Regions from separate parts of the Mus musculus genome. Here regions 2 and 3 are each linked to region 1. The links are chromatin contacts, called in public Hi-C and promoter capture Hi-C maps. All regions are on one chromosome and are shown on one strand. The core of a region is the stretch at or near the end of the contact, and the rest is flanking DNA. Distances in the headings are between cores, read along the strand shown. Region 1 holds the start of Hebp2 (heme binding protein 2). Region 2 has its middle 84 kb from the start of Nhsl1. Region 3 overlaps Arfgef3 (ARFGEF family member 3).

The links. Promoter capture Hi-C pulls out the DNA fragments that hold promoters and counts their contacts. A called contact is a pair of places that touch in the nucleus more often than the background predicts.
Region 2: a contact with region 1 is called in a promoter capture Hi-C map of stem cell-derived epiblast-like cells, with 2.7 times the contacts expected there. The contact joins the enhancer-like site here to the promoter of Hebp2 in region 1. A contact is called at or near these places in 11 of 39 promoter capture datasets (the 3T3-L1 cell line, 3T3-L1-derived adipocytes, embryonic stem cells and 7 more), 15 of 484 Hi-C or Micro-C datasets (the N1E-115 cell line, Sertoli cells, cardiomyocytes and 9 more) and 6 of 115 datasets of contacts at active chromatin or transcription factors (embryonic hindbrain, embryonic stem cells, microglia and 2 more).
Region 3: a contact with region 1 is called in a Hi-C map of the N1E-115 cell line, with 6 times the contacts expected there. The contact joins the enhancer-like site here to the promoter of Hebp2 in region 1. A contact is called at or near these places in 2 of 484 Hi-C or Micro-C datasets (the N1E-115 cell line and embryonic stem cells) and 1 of 9 other capture datasets (adipose tissue).

Annotation. Positions count from the first base shown.
Region 1 is chr10:18,543,129-18,548,189 of GRCm38.p6, forward strand. Hebp2 (heme binding protein 2) reads right to left here and starts at 2,948. Exons shown (of 4, transcript NM_019487.3): 1 at 2,566-2,948; 2 at 1,950-2,085; 3 at 1,137-1,317. The coding sequence starts at 2,667.
Region 2 is chr10:18,320,758-18,325,818 of GRCm38.p6, forward strand. It overlaps a transcript of Nhsl1 not described here. Among named protein-coding and RNA genes, the nearest start is that of Nhsl1, 84 kb to the right of the region's middle. Within about 2 kb of position 3,129, at least 35 of the 459 cell types and tissues checked have an H3K27ac peak or open chromatin away from gene starts, as enhancers often do. A contact at or near this core is called in pancreatic cancer cells, stem cell-derived epiblast-like cells and trophoblast stem cells, where this site is marked.
Region 3 is chr10:18,712,640-18,717,700 of GRCm38.p6, forward strand. All of the region lies in intron 2 of Arfgef3 (ARFGEF family member 3), which reads right to left. Among named protein-coding and RNA genes, the nearest start is that of Gm32926, 28 kb to the right of the region's middle. Within about 2 kb of position 2,917, at least 1 of the 459 cell types and tissues checked has an H3K27ac peak or open chromatin away from gene starts, as enhancers often do. A contact at or near this core is called in the N1E-115 cell line, where this site is marked.

The DNA of each region.
Region 1 (5,061 bases), core at 1,698-4,197:
TAGCATCTCAAGGAGGTGATTCTAAACCTAACAACTTTGCTGGGCTTGGGGGTATCCAGAATCATGAGACTCAGATATGTCAGGTATCAAGGGCCCAATTCCTGTCCAGGAAAACTTTGGGGATCCAACATCCATCTCATTCCAATAGACCCTGGCAGGCAGAGCCTTGAGACAAGAAAGAGATCTAAAGCCTTGACTGAGGCCCGTTAGTTTTCCTTCTCTATGGTTTCCATTTGAAAGGGGATGTTCCTCCTTTGCATGTCACAATGTTGTACAAACAAGCCCATAGCTTGTTTGACTTTTACAGGCCCACAGCTAGAGAGAATTTGCTTTGAGATAAGTCATGCTTTGAGTCTCAAGCCAGATTTTATTTGAATGTTATTTAAATGAGTCTTTTGAGTCAATGCTGAAATAGGCTAAGATTCTAGGGCTGGTAAAATGTGACTGGATGCATTTTTGTGAGTGAGAAAGACACAAAGTTTCTTCAGTTAGGAACAGAATGCTGTGGACTGAATGCCTGTCTCTCTCAAATTCATATCAAACTCCTAATCACAAATGGGATAGTTTAAAGAGCCTCTGGAGGGTGGTTAGATCCTGGGGGGGACTGAGCCCTTAAGAAAGGAATTATCACCCTTACAAAAGAGGGTCAAATGTGCTTATATGAATCAGGAAATGGCCCCTAGCCAGTCACTAAAACTGTAAGTGCCTTGACCTTGAACCTAGCTTCTAGAAAGAACTACAAAAAGCAAACTTGTGTTTGTGGTAAGCCACAGAGTCTATAGTATTCGTTGTGCCTGCCCAAACAGACTAGGACAGACACCATATGCTGTTTTTTGAAGGCATTATTGTTCAGATCTATCTATTTTGTAGGAAAGGATAGTCCTATGTTTCAAGTGATACAATTTGTGCTATGTTTTATATGTGGAAGATATATAATAGACTTCTCAATAAATGGATTCTATCTTGCAATAGACTTCAGTGACATTTTAAAACCAAGACAGCAGGAAAACATCCTGAAATCTAGTAGACGGTTCTTATGGAAGGGTGAGATGCTTGTGGACTGGTGAATGCACACAGGTAAAACCAGCAGCCAGCAGGCCGGCAGGCAGCATGGCTGTGAATTATCTACCACTTACCGCACGAACACCGTCATTTCAGCTCTGTCTTCAATGAAGACATCTGACTCTGAAGGCCTGGGTGGATCGGGTTGCTGCTCAGAGGGGATGTACAGGGAAATCGTAATGGTAGACTCACTGAAAGGACTTGAGCCGGGCTCCACGTAGCTTGTCACGGGGGCTGTCAGCTTGATTTTCATCTCTACGTCATGGAAAAAATGAAAGCAATTTTAGCATATTATGGCTGATGTTTCTTGATTTCCTTTACATTACCACTATAAATATGTACCCTTGATATGTCTCATCTTTTTGTTTTTGTTTTTCTTTTATAAAGGGGTAGTGGTAGAATGACACATTACTCTACATTAAACAATTTTCTGTAGTGTTTTCTTGGGTTAATAAATTCTATATTTTTAAACATAAAGAAGAAATCACAGAAAACATGGGCCAATTATTTTTCTCTATATCTCAGAAATTGTGGTCCTAAGGCGAAGAGACTTGCAAAATTACACACACACACACACACAACTTGAGGCTCATGCCCTTGCATTTTCCTGTCCCTTGATATCACTATTAGAGGCATTTGGCACAGGAAAGGACTTCTCCCTAGGTAGAGTCCCATTTCATCTAGGAAAAAAAAAAAAAAATGAGGAAAGTATAGACCTTGACAAGCAGAACCCAGCAACACTCTACTGTAGCTACACTAAAGTTCTTGAAGCCAATCGTGAATAAAAACATTAGAGTTTCAGTCATCTGGTTATTCGTCTATTACAAAACAGAATTCTTCAGGAGACTAAAACTCAGTAATCGCAGCATCTCGGAGGCTACTTTTACCTTTCTCATTTTTGCCTTGAATGTAGCCATTCAATTTTGTGAAACCAGTCTGGATGGCTGAATCCCAGTCCAGGGACTCCACGCAAGTGCTGACCCACTTAGCCGGTCCGTAGTGCCGGATCTCATAACTTCCTGGCTAAAATGGTACAGAGAAAACTTAAGAGAAGTAACTCATGAACTCATGAACAAGCAGCAACTCATGAACGTCAGGAGGTGAGAGTCCCCAATACAGGAGAGCTGCAACCCTCTCCCCCCAAGGTCTAGCCTGAGGTTCCCGTTCTTTAGGACAAGCATGGACTCTCCTGAGGTTTCCCTACGGGTTGGAGAGCAGATACTGCCCTAAGGACAGATTACAAGCTTTTCTTAAATCGAAGCGCTGGGTCTGTGTAGTAGTAACCAGTTTCTCCCTACCCCACCCGCTCCGCGGACAGGAAGTGGATGTATGACTCTCTCCTGGGGTCAGCTAAACAACGCATCTCCTGGTTCGCGCAGATCTAAAATAGTATATATATATATATATATATATATATATATATTTTAACTTAACTCTAGGGGACTCTTCATATCACGGTAAAGTAGCCCAGATGAATCTTTGCGGGCCCTGGAAGACGCCTACCTGGGGGTCTATGTCCTCCGGAGCTTTCCAGCTCGGCATCTCCAAGGCCTGATCCTCTGAGCCCTCGGCCACCCCGAGGTCTGGCTCCGGCTCCTCTGCCATGAGTAAGGGCAGCTTGGGAGGGGCGCGCCCTGTTTGTGTTCACCGGCCACCCTGTTCTGAGTCCCCTCCCCACCGGCGCACGCTCGGCCCTGCAGCCCTTACTGCGGGTCCGTAGGACATTCTCGGTCTGAGCCACAAGGCGGCGTCGCGACCAACCTCAGGCTTGCGCCAGCCCTGGCCACACCCCTCTGCAGGGATAAGGTCAGGATCAGCTAGCTGATCAGACTGATCAGGATCGGCCGGCTGGCCCTGGGTCATCTAGGTCCTCTGCAGAGTCCCTCCCACCTAGCTGATGTTTTGCAGAACTGGATTGTGGGCAGTGGTGGGCGGAGGACTGAGCAGCTCCTAGCTCGGTTTCTGTGGAACCAGTCCGGGCACCCATTCAGGGAGCCTCTCCCTACATTGAAAACGCTGCCAGCGCCTCTGCAAAATCAGCTTCCTCCCCACCCTCACAAAAGAAAATCGCCTGCCCCAAGACTTCGCAGCGGAGCTCCAAGACCTCTAGCAGCTAGCACTCAGGACTCTGACTCCTGCTGCCCTTAGATCCTGGAGTCCAAATTGGGATCCGCAGACTGATTTATACTAGAAGGGCAGCCAGGGCCCACAGTTTTCAGGTTTGCTCAATGTGGAAAGTCAATGGAGACCCAGCATCTTTGGGGAGAGCAATGTGTGTGTGTGTGTGTGTGTGTGTGTGTGTGTGTGTGTGTGTGTGTGTGTGTGTTGTGTCTTGGGCTACTGAAACCATCTGAGTCCTCCAGTCAGCCCTGGAGGACGGGCCAGAGCACACACTAGTGCTCTTTAGATATTTTGGCTAGGCTTCATACTTTTTCCAAAAGATTTATTGAAATAAATTTATATATAATTCATCTCTTTTTTCTTTTAAAATGTTATACCGATATACAATTTATCTTGATCATATCCACCTGCCCCTCTCTCCCCTCAACTCCTGAAACCCCACTCTCCACCCCACCTCCACCCCATCACATCTTCCTTCCAAAATTCTTTGAGTATTTATTTAGCTCACTGGATTCAGCTAGTTCAACTCACATGCACTTAGGCTGGAGTCTATCACTGAGGCACTGAAAACCCATGCTCACACTCCTAAAAAGAAATGAGTCTCTAGGTCCCAGCAACCCGTTACTGATAAAGAATTCTCAGGAGTACTCCAGAGACATCCCTCCCCCATGCTGGAATTTTTTTCAGTTTTATTTTTAATTACATGTATATGTTTTAACATACCTCTACTATTTAATAAACCAGGCATTGTGGTGTACCCCTGTAATCCTAGAACTGTGAGTTTGGAAGCAGGAAACCCAGAAATTCTAAGTGACCCTTGACTACACACAAAAATTGAAGCCACTTGCCCCACCCCCACCCCCTCTTAGCTATATCCGAATGCCTCAAAAACAGAGAATCAGTAATAATAGTAAAGTGAACTACTTAATGGCTTTCAATTATATTTATGGAGTTTTGCAGCAATTACAATGCTAGCCCATCTTTTAATGATCTCCCCCCTCAGCCTTTAGCATGTTCTAAGCCCCTGTGCTAGTTAGTTCTGTTTTGTTTGCTTTTTTTTTTTTTTTTTTTTTTTTTTTGTCAGTTTGGCATAAATCCGGGTCATACGTGAAGAGGAAACTTCAACAGAGAACACACCTGCCTTCAACAGATTGGTTTGTAGGCAAGTCAATGGGGCATTCTCTCTGATGAATGATTAATGTGGACGGGCCCAGCAAACTGTGGGTGGTGCCACCTGGAACAACTGGTTCTGGGAAGTGTAGCTGGGGCTGGGCATGGTGGCATAGATGCTCTTAATGCCAGCACCACACTGGGGAGACGGTTAGCCAGATCTCTGTGAGTTGGAGGCCAGCCTGGTCTTTACAGTGAGTTCCAAGACAGCTAGGGTGGTGTAGAGAGACCCTGTCTTGAAAGAAAAGCAAAAAGAAAGGTAGCTGAAGGTGAGTCTGGGAACAGGCAGCACTCTTCCCTGCGTGGTCTCTGCTTCAGTTCTTGCCCACAGTTTGCTGATATCACTCAGTGATAGACTGTGGTATGGAAATGTAAGCCAAATAAACACTTTCTTCCCCGAGTCACTTTTGGATAGTGTTTTATGGCAGCATCAGAAAGCAAACTGGGGCACACCCAACTCCTAGAGCCATGCTCCAAGAAACTAGTAACTTGAACTTATCTTTGTGGTTTGATTGGAAACCAAAAACAAAATAAAGCAGAGGGGCCTACCCACCCTGCACCTCCCATCCTGCTGATTGACCACGGGTCATCTCTAGAAAATGTCAAAGAGCCAGGATGGTGTAAAAGTGTCCCAGATTTACTGAGTCCACGCCTAGCGCTCAGACACTTCATATAGAAGAACCACACTGTGGGATGCTCTGTGTGACT
Region 2 (5,061 bases), core at 1,879-4,378, 220 kb before region 1:
CAATTTTAAGATAACCTGTAGAAAAATAAACAATATTCCTTGATGTTAAAACTCTTTCCTTGCTGGCTGGAGAGATGGCTCAGAGGTTAAGGACACTAGCTGCTCTCTTCTAGAGGGCCCTGGTTCAATTCCCAGCATCACCATTGCAGATCATGGCTCCCTGTAAGTCCAGTTGCTAGGGGATCCAACACCCCATACAGACATACACACAGGCAAAACACCAGCACATAAAGTAAAAATAAACTGAGGAAAGAGACCGCTTATTTTGCTAGTTTTGCTTTGCATTTGAATATATTTCCTCCTCTACCTCCTCCTTTTAGATGGAGACTCATATAGTCATGACTGGTCTTGAACTTGCTATATAGCTAAGGTGGGCCTTGAACTCCATATCATCTTGCCTCCAACTTCCAAGTGCTGCTACATGCAAATGACATCACCTCCTGCTCACTTTCCTTTCTTTGAATATGTGTATTCCAATAAACAATACTGCCCAGCAGCTCCCTGAATTCTCTCTAAAGTTGTTTTTGAAGCGACTGAAATAATTCTCTTCAAAGTTTTCACAGGCATGTCATTTCAAGTGGCTTTAATTTTATACCAGTAATCCTGGTTCATCATTTTCATATAATCATGAAAGCTTTTATCAAAAGTAATTATGCCTAGATCATAGGTGTGCATACAGAGAAAAAGATGAGTTATTAAACACATTATTAGGTTTGGTCCCATTTTTGCACGCAACTCTTTTTGTGTGCTAAGAGCCTATATATTCATATAATAAAAACCCTATATATTTATCCTATTTAGCATCTGCAGGATTCTTTTAAAGCAATGCCTTGTCTACCATAGTGGCTCATATCCACAGTCCCAGCATGTGGAAGGTGCCTAGCCTTGAACTCACAGTGCTAGGACTGAAGGTACCACTGTGCCTGACGTGTTGATCTTTTATAAGCAGGTCTTCAAAGTTACATCCTTCATTCATGAACCTTCGTATTGAGAATTGACTGTAAATTGACTAATTTCATGAACTCATAACCAGAGGAGTAGTCAAAGCCAAAAGACTTGAAGTGATTTGTCTAGGCTGAGGGCTGGCGCACAGACCTTTGATTGCCTCCCTTGCTGTCCATTGCTTATGTGTGTAGCTTCACTGTAGGAGTGTTTAGAGATAGGGATCGAAGTGTAGACACATGCTGGGAACTGTCAGAGGGCTGCCTGAGAACCTTAATTTCATCTCTCTGGTAAGATATACCTGTTAATGAGTCTCCAGCAGCACATGCACGAGAGGGGGCCAGGATCCAGTTCTTATTTCACTCATGACTGCCCATAACCACCACATGTAAGGTTGCACCACACGTACCGGTGGTAACCTGAAAAACAACACTTAGTCCTGTGGGCCAGTCCTACTGGTTTCAAGGATCACGAGGAATATTTCTTCAGGCTTGCCATCTTCCAAATATCATAGGTGGGGGGAGTCCTACAAAACCTGTCTTAAGTTAGCAAAAACACGTCCCTGTTTATCCATGTCTTGTGAGGACTCTGAGGCTATACCTGATGATCCCATGTTGTGGAAAGTGGTCCAGGATGGACTTTGTGATGGTTATTCTTGGTTGTCACTTTGACTACATCTGGAATTAACTTAAACTCAAGCTTCTGGGTACACCTGTGAAAGGTTTTTTTTGGTGGGAAGATCCACCTTTAATCTGGGCCACACTGTCTCGCGGCAGCCTATATAAAGGATGTGGAAGAAGGAAGCTCGTACTCTTGCCTGCTTGCGCTCACTCTTGCTGGCATGGCACGTTTCTTCACTGGCATTAAAGCCTACTTCTTTGGGATTCCAGTGTATACTGAAGACCAGCAGAGACATCTAGTCTCATGGACTGAACAACTACTGGATTCCTGGATTTTCTGTTGCTACACAGCTATTGTTGGAATAGCTGGAACACAGACTACAGGCCTCTCTAATAAATCATATATATGTGTGTGTATATATATATATATGTATATATATATATGTAGTCATGTATACACATATATGAAACACACACACGCATCCAGTAGTTGTTCAGTCCACAAGGCTGGATGTCTCAGCGGGTATCATATATATATGTATCTCTGTGTGTGTGTATGTATGTATGTATGTATGTACATCGATTCTGTCACTTGTTTCTCTAAGAGCCCTGACTAAGTGTACTGATCTTAAGTGTACTGCATTTACAGCGACTGAATGTGACTCTTTGACACATGCTTTCCTCAGCCAGACTGCAAGCTACTTGAGGTTAGGGATGGCAGCACATCTGTTATTATAGAGCTCAGTACAGTGACTGGATATTATCACATGTATACTATAACATTGTGTGTGTGTGTGTGTGTGTGTGTGTGTGTGTGTGTGTGTGCGCATGCGCATATACACTCTCGGATGTGCACACACCATGACACATGGAAGTCAGAGGAAACTTACTGAAGTGTTTTCTCCTTCCCCCTTGTGGGATCCAGGGGTCAACTCAAGCTGTCAGGGTTGGTGGCAAGTGCCTTTATCCACTGAATCATCTCACCGGACCTGTTTCTGTGCAAGTAGAACTTGATTAATTTTGCTGCTGACTAAATAAGGCTACATTGAAAATTGTGACAAGGGGCAGAAGTGTGAATAGCTGTGTCTGGGCTCTGTTAACAAGCAAGAGCCTTCGCTCTGCAGAGACGGGCAGATTCTCACTGGCATGGCTATGTTTGGTTTTTAAGGTCTGTGGGCGTGCTCCCTCACCCTCAGTACTTGGGATCTGACTAGGGCATATTAGGAAATGCTCTAATTTTAAATCTGAAGGTTGTCTATGGCCTTGACTCACATTATGGCCCAGGCAGCCTTTGAACTCAGTATTTTGCTTCTACCTCCAAGTAGCTAGAACTATAGACCCGTGGCTTGGCCTTACAGCTAATTTTATTGAGACACAATTCCTAGATCCAGCCATTCTCAGTGTAGGGGCCAGTGACTTCTAGTGTATTCAGACATGAGAAACATGACCACAGCCTATTTGCATGGCCCCCCACATCCCGGGAGTCAGTCTCCCTTTCTTCTTGACCTTCCTACCTCCAGGTCACTGGGAGTCTCCTTTCTGCCTCTGTGGATTTAACTGTTCTGAACATTCCAGACAAGTGGACTCATGCCGGCTGTGGGCTTTGTACTTCCTTTACCAAGCAAATGTTTCCCAGGCTCAGCATTCGCTGCTTTCCATGACTAACACTCACAAGCTCCTGTGAAGTGGGACTGTGGATTAAAAACCCATTGTTCAGATTTGTTTATCATTTCTGTTACTGATGTTTTGCCCGCATGTATGTCTGTGTGAGGGTGTCAGATCCCTTGGAACTGGAGTTACAGACAGTTGTGAGCTACCATGTGGGTCCTGGGAATTGAACTAGGGTCCTCTGGAAGAACAACCAGTACTCTTAACCTCTGAGCCACCCTTCCCCCTTTCTATTTTATTCCAAAACCAATAAAATAGAAAGGCTAGACTGCATTTTTAAGCCCAATTTATAGATCAAGAAATGAAAGTTCTAGGGCTAGTAAAAGGTGTTAGTAAGACAAGGTCTTGTGATTTCTGCTCTAAACTCTTTTTTTTTCCTAAAAGATTTATTTATTTATTTTATGTATATGAATATTACTGTAGCTGGCTTCAGACCACCGGAAGAGGGTATTGGATCCCATAACAAATGATTGTGGGCCACCATGTGGTTGCTAGGAATTGAACTTAGGACCTCTGGAAGAACAGTCAGTGCTCTTAACCTCTGAGCCATCTCTCCAAGTCCTACTCTAAATTCTTTTCAGTTTGTTTTAAAAGCACTTACTGGGACTTATTGGGACTGAGCATGTAGCTCAGTGGTAGGTTGCTTGCCCATCATGAGTGAAGAGAGACCTGGGTTTAGTCCCTTGCACTGCACGAAACTGAATGTAGTATCTCGTGTCTGAAATCCAGTCCTTGGGGACAGAGGAGAGAACAGCAGGACATGAAAGTCATTCTAGGCCACATGGTGAGTTTGAGGCTAGCCTGGGCTACCTGAGACCCCCGTCTTGACAACAATAGAGAACTTCCTGAGTAAATATGAAATCCTGCTGCCAACAGAGCATAGGAAAAGGCAATTTAAAATAATAGTTGTAGAAAGAATGCCCACCCCTTTAGATTCTAGAAGCATTGAGAGGGTTTGCTGTGCCGTCTAACCACAGGGCACCTTTTATACTATGGCATTTTTGTTGCAGTAAATCTCCCATCCCAAATATGCCCGGGCAATGAAAGCACAACACAGTTAATATGATTACATGCTGTGCGCCTAGATTGGGCAGATCTACCGCTACACTACCATCTTCCACAGCTTAGAACTTTCGGTTTCTCCAGGCCATGTGCTTCTGCTCCGCTTTTCTTCTTCCTCCTCCTCTGCATCCTCTCTCTTCCATTTTCTCCTTCTTCTCTCCCTCTCACCTTCTGCCCCACCTTCCCTTCTATCTGCCCAATCATCAGTTCTCCTCTAGTTTACAAATTAAGGTGGGAAGCAGGTTTCTGGAAATCACCTGAGTGCTGACTCATTCCTTGTCTGAGCCCCTCACGGGAGAACGGAATTAACATCAAATGTAATTAGCCCCAGGGCTATGTATCCCACCCGTGCACCCATATACAGTGGACCTAGTATGCTCTGTATAATGTTTAAGGTTGGATGAATGCTGTTGTAGACAGATGGCGAGGTGGGAGCAGCTCAGAACATGGCATGCACAAGGTTCTTTCTGCCTCTAGCAGTTGACTTCCCTTAGAAAAGGGTAGCTTATTGGCAGAAAGATTGTCTGGGCATTGTCTTTGCCCAACCAGGTCTTCAGACATTTGGTAGAGAGTGTGGGCTAACGCGTGAGAGGCGTGTTTTAGCTGATGAATGCATCATCAGCCTGCTCTTGAGAGACCGTCATCCTCTGACCTAACCAGCAGCTGGCTGATGTCAGAATGGATAGCTTTGCTTCTCCCTCAGAATGAATCTCTGCAGTGTGTGTGGCAGAGCCCTAAAGACGCAGTGGAGATGTGGGCTTTGCTGAGT
Region 3 (5,061 bases), core at 1,667-4,166, 170 kb after region 1:
TAAGGGCGAGAAAGATGAGTTAGTAAAGCACTGTGCAAGCTTGAGGAGCCTGATTCAGGGCTCCAATATTCATGAAAAAGTGGGGTCCAGTGGCACACATCTGCATCTCTAGTGCTTGATACAAGAAGGCACAGACAGGATGACCCTCGATCACTGGCCACTTAGCCTAGTCAGGCTGACAACCTTCCTGCTCTCAAACAAGAAGATGGAGAGTCAGCAAGGAAGACATCACCATGTTGACCTGTGGCCTCCATATAGGCACTCTTTCACATTTTTCTCTCTTCTTGTTTCTAATACACACACACACACACACACACACACACACACACACACACACACCAGTACACATACATACCCATTCAAACTCTCAGCATACACAAAATAAAATCATGTAATGGTAGAAACCATGCAGGAGGAGCTGCAATGAGCAAGTGAGCTTTTTGGGGGACAACCCTCTCGACTGGGCAATTTTCCTGTAGATCAATACGAAGATGAACTTCCAAAAATTAATATTGTTTAGATGGATTAATTATTTGATAGAACTCCTGATTTAATTTAAATAGTTTTAGGAAGTTAGGGTAATTGATAAAAAGTTAAAGGAGATGGTTTAAGTTATAATAAAGTTAGAATTAAGAATAAAATAGGGAGGAACACTCCTTCATTGCTGGTGGGATTGCAAGCTTGTACAATCACTCTGGAAATCAGTCTGGTGGTTCCTCAGAAAATTGGACATAGTTCTACCGGAAGATCTAGCAATACCTCTCCTGGTATATACCCAGAAGAAGTTCCAAGTGGTAATAAAGATATATGCTCCACTATGTTCATAGCAGCCTTACTTATAATGCCAGAAGCTGGAAAGAACCCAGATGTCCCTCAACAGAGGAATGGATACAGAAAATGTGGTACATTTACACAATGGAGTACTACTCAGCTATTAAAAACAATGAATTTATAAAATTCTTGGGCAAATGGATGTATCTAGAGGATATCATCCTGGGTGAGGTAACCCAATCACAAAAGAAGTCACTTGATATACACTCACTGATAAGTGGACATTAGCCCAGAAACTTAGAATACCCAAGATAAAATTTGCAAAACACAATAAAATCAAGAAGAAGGAAGACCAATGTGTGGATACTTCATTCTTCCTTAGAATAGGGAAATACCCATGGAAGGAGTTACAGAGACAAAGTTTGGAGCTAAGACGAAAGGATGGACCATCCAGAGACTACCTCACCCGGGGATCCATCCCATAATCAGCCACCAAACACAGATACTATTGCATATGCTAGCAAGATTTTGCTGAAAGGACCCTGATATAACTGTCTCTTGTGAGGCTGTGCCAGTGCCTGGCAAACACAGAAGTGGATGCTCACAGTCATCTATTGGATGGAACACAGGGCCCCCGGTGGAGGAGCCAGAGAAAGTACTCAAGGAGCTGAAGGGGTCTGCAACCCTATAGGTGGAACAACAATATGAACTAACCAGTACCCCCAGAGCTCCTGTCTCTAGCTGCATATGTAGCAGAAGATAGCCTAGTCGGCCATCAGTGGAAAGAGAGGTCTTGCAAACTTTATATGCCCCAGTACAGGGGAACGACAGGGCCAAGAAGTAGGAGTGGGTGGGTAGGGGAGCAGGGCGGGGGTGGGGGGGAAGGTATAGGGGACTTTCGGGATAGCATTTGAAATGTAAATGAAGAAAATATCTAATAAAAATTTGAAAAAATGAAAGAATAATTTTTGATTCCCAGGAGAAAAAAAAAAAAAGAATAAACTGGGGCCCATCCCTTGTAGTGAGGGCTGAATAAGTTAGACAGTGACCTTTCATGCCTTTCAAGCATGTAATTGTACTTGGAAGAGAAAAATAAGCTTGGAACAAGTAAATGATAAAAGAAAGCATTCATTCTAGGTTGGGTCTGAGTTCCTGGATCTTGTGATCTAGGGATGTGGCAAAGGTTTCAGTGTGCACCAAGAAAAGGTGTGAACGAAAATAAATAATGCTACTGTGAATACAAGAAAAGGGAATATAGATGATTAGCCAGTTTAGCTGAGAAAGACTTCAAAAATAAGACATAAGATAGCTGATGATCTGTTTCTTGGTATATACAAAATATCATCAGCTAAGCATAGAAAAAACTTGCTAATATCCACTTATCAGTGAGTGCATATCACATGTGTTCTTTTGTGATTGGGTTACCTCACTCAGCATGACATCCTCCGGATGCATCCATTTGCCTAAGAATTTCATGAATTAATTGTTTTTAATTGCTGAGTAGTACTCCATTGTGTAAATAGACTACATTTTCTGTATCCATTCCTCTGTTGAGGGACATCTGGGTTCTTTCCAGCTTCTGGCTATTATTAATAAGGCTGCTATGAACATAGTGGAGCATGTGTCCTTATTACCAGTTGGAACATCTTCTGGGTATATGCCCAGGAGAGGAATTGCTTAGAATATGCTATTAGTACCAGTCAGTTCCCCAGTCATTGACTCCACACTCAGATTTCCTCAGTTTACCTGTGGTGTCAAAGCTAGCCTTTGGTAATATAACTAATATTACTAATATTACTTGCCTAGAGAAGTGTTGTAACAGTGAAACAGTGTACTTACTAGTCATATTCTTAACTGACTTCCCAAGGCCATCCTTATATATGTTCACAATACTCCTTCCATCCTCTGCTTCAGCCTTTCAATTTTCCACTATTTGATCTACCCTGTCCCTCATGAGGTCTCATGGATACAGATACAAACACCTCAGTACTCAAACGCCACAAATAGCTGCTCATGTACAGCTCTTGCACCCAGGAACACAAACACCTATCGTACTACATGCCCTCTGAAAGACACAAATCAGAAACTCAAAGGTGATTTCTGGAAGAGGCATACATAGTCTGAGCAGGGAATTCTGAGGCCTCAGGTATTGAGAATGTAAAAGGAAGGTTTGGGGGGACATTTGGTTGGATCAGAAGAAAGCAAGAATGGAGTCACTGTCATGTAACCTCAGGGCAGGTCCCATGACACGCAGATATTAGAGTAATAACAACTAGCACAATGAACACACCCTATAAATGGTCATCATGTAAAAGCATCTACTCTACTATATGGGCCCATGTTGAATGTATGTTATAGTCAATGATTGCCTAAAGAAACAGAGGGAGGAAACGGGACCCACAGATGGCATAATGGGGCAGCGTGGAGCTCCTGCAGCACAATTTGGAGGAACACATGGGAAGTATAGGATCGACATCACTGCAAACTGAGTTCAAGGATTTTTGGGGGAGGCATCTAAGGGTTGATAATGTGGAACTCAGGGTAACTTTAGAATTATCTATCTAGAAGCAGTAGCTGAAGTTTTAGATGAAATGTCTATGGGGAAGAACAAGGTATAGGATGAAAGGATGGGGTTCTGAGAAAATGTCTCCAAAAAGTGAGTGAAAAAACCAAAAAACAAAAAACCAGGGTATCAATAAGGAAGTCAAAAGGAATCTGTGATAACCAAGAAGAAACCAGAAAGCTGTTCTTCTAACCCATGTCCACTTAGTGCCAGTACTCCAGTCATTGAGTGCCCACTTGGTACAGACAGTGGGGTTGGTATACCTACCTCTTAATTATACTACTTACAGAACTAGGCAGATTGATAGGCAATTATTTCTGTTATCAATGAGACAACAGTCTTGAGGCAAGATAATAACATAACCTAGCAACCTAACTAGGTACCGTAAAACATGGGGCCCTGACAGAAGCATGAGTACTGTCAAAAGTTAGAAAAACAGTAATACCTGGGTCCCTGCTTTAAATAACATAGCTATGCATCAGAGGCAGTCTCTTAGTATCAAGCAATTCAATCCTCACCAGATCTTAAACGCGTTCTCACGACCGGCCAGGAAGAACACAACAAACCAGAATCTTCTGCGGCAAAACTTTATTGCTTACATCTTCAGGAGCCAGGAGCGCAAGCCCCCAAGCCCAAAAACGAAAGCCCCCAAAAACGAAAGCGAAACCCCCTCCCTATTTAGGAGAGTTATCCTTCGCCTAGGACGCATCACTCCCTGATTGGCTGCAGCCCATGGCCGAGTAAAGGCAGAGTACATGTAGTGGAAAATTACTCTTGGCACATGCGCAGATTATTTGTTTACCACTTAGAACACAGGATGTCAGCGCCATCTTGTGACGGCGAATGTGGGGGCGGCTCCCAACAACCAGAGCTTGGACAATGAACACTATCAGGTCAATATCATAGATAAAGACATAGATCATGTATCCATGGGCAAAGCTAGTAAGTGGAAAAGTACAGATCAGAATGTAAGGACCATATAGCAAAAGGGTCTTCACCATTTGCATAGCAACATATTCTCAACGGAATACATGATAACCTGGGAAACAAAGGCATCTACAATACAAACACTGGTGCTTCTAGGAGTTAACCAATATAATGTACACACACACACACACACACACACACACACACACACACACACACATTCTCTTAAATTATTCTATCCTATCCGCAGAGCAGCCTCCTACGACAGCCAATGCACAAAGATAGGATCAATCTAGATATAATAGCACACTCCCATGTAAGATGAACAGGCCCATGAAGCCAGAAAATACAATAGTCTATATCTGTCACTCTTTCATTGACTTTTATCTACAACTATGAAAGTTCCAGCATGGAGTCATTAAATTTAGCCTCAGATATAAAAGTTAAGTGTCAGGATAGTTTGAACATGTGGAAAGGCCAAGAATACTACCACCTCAAGCTGTAGTCCTAAAGTCAAGAGGATCTCAACTGTTCGAGGCTAGCAACCATTCATCAAACACAGGCTTAGCACTTTAAAACTGTCCTCGCAAATGTCTTCCCTCATCTATCTTCAGAGTGCTGCTCTCCTGAATGTTTCTGCTTATACTCATTGCATTCCTAGGGACCCTCCTAGAAGGGCTACTGCCTCCTCAACTCCAGGGTATGCATAGGATACCGAGGCTTGTTATACAGGAAAAGAATCAAATGACTATTGAGGAAACTCATTCATCCTCTTTGGCTTGTAATCAAGAAGCAATGAA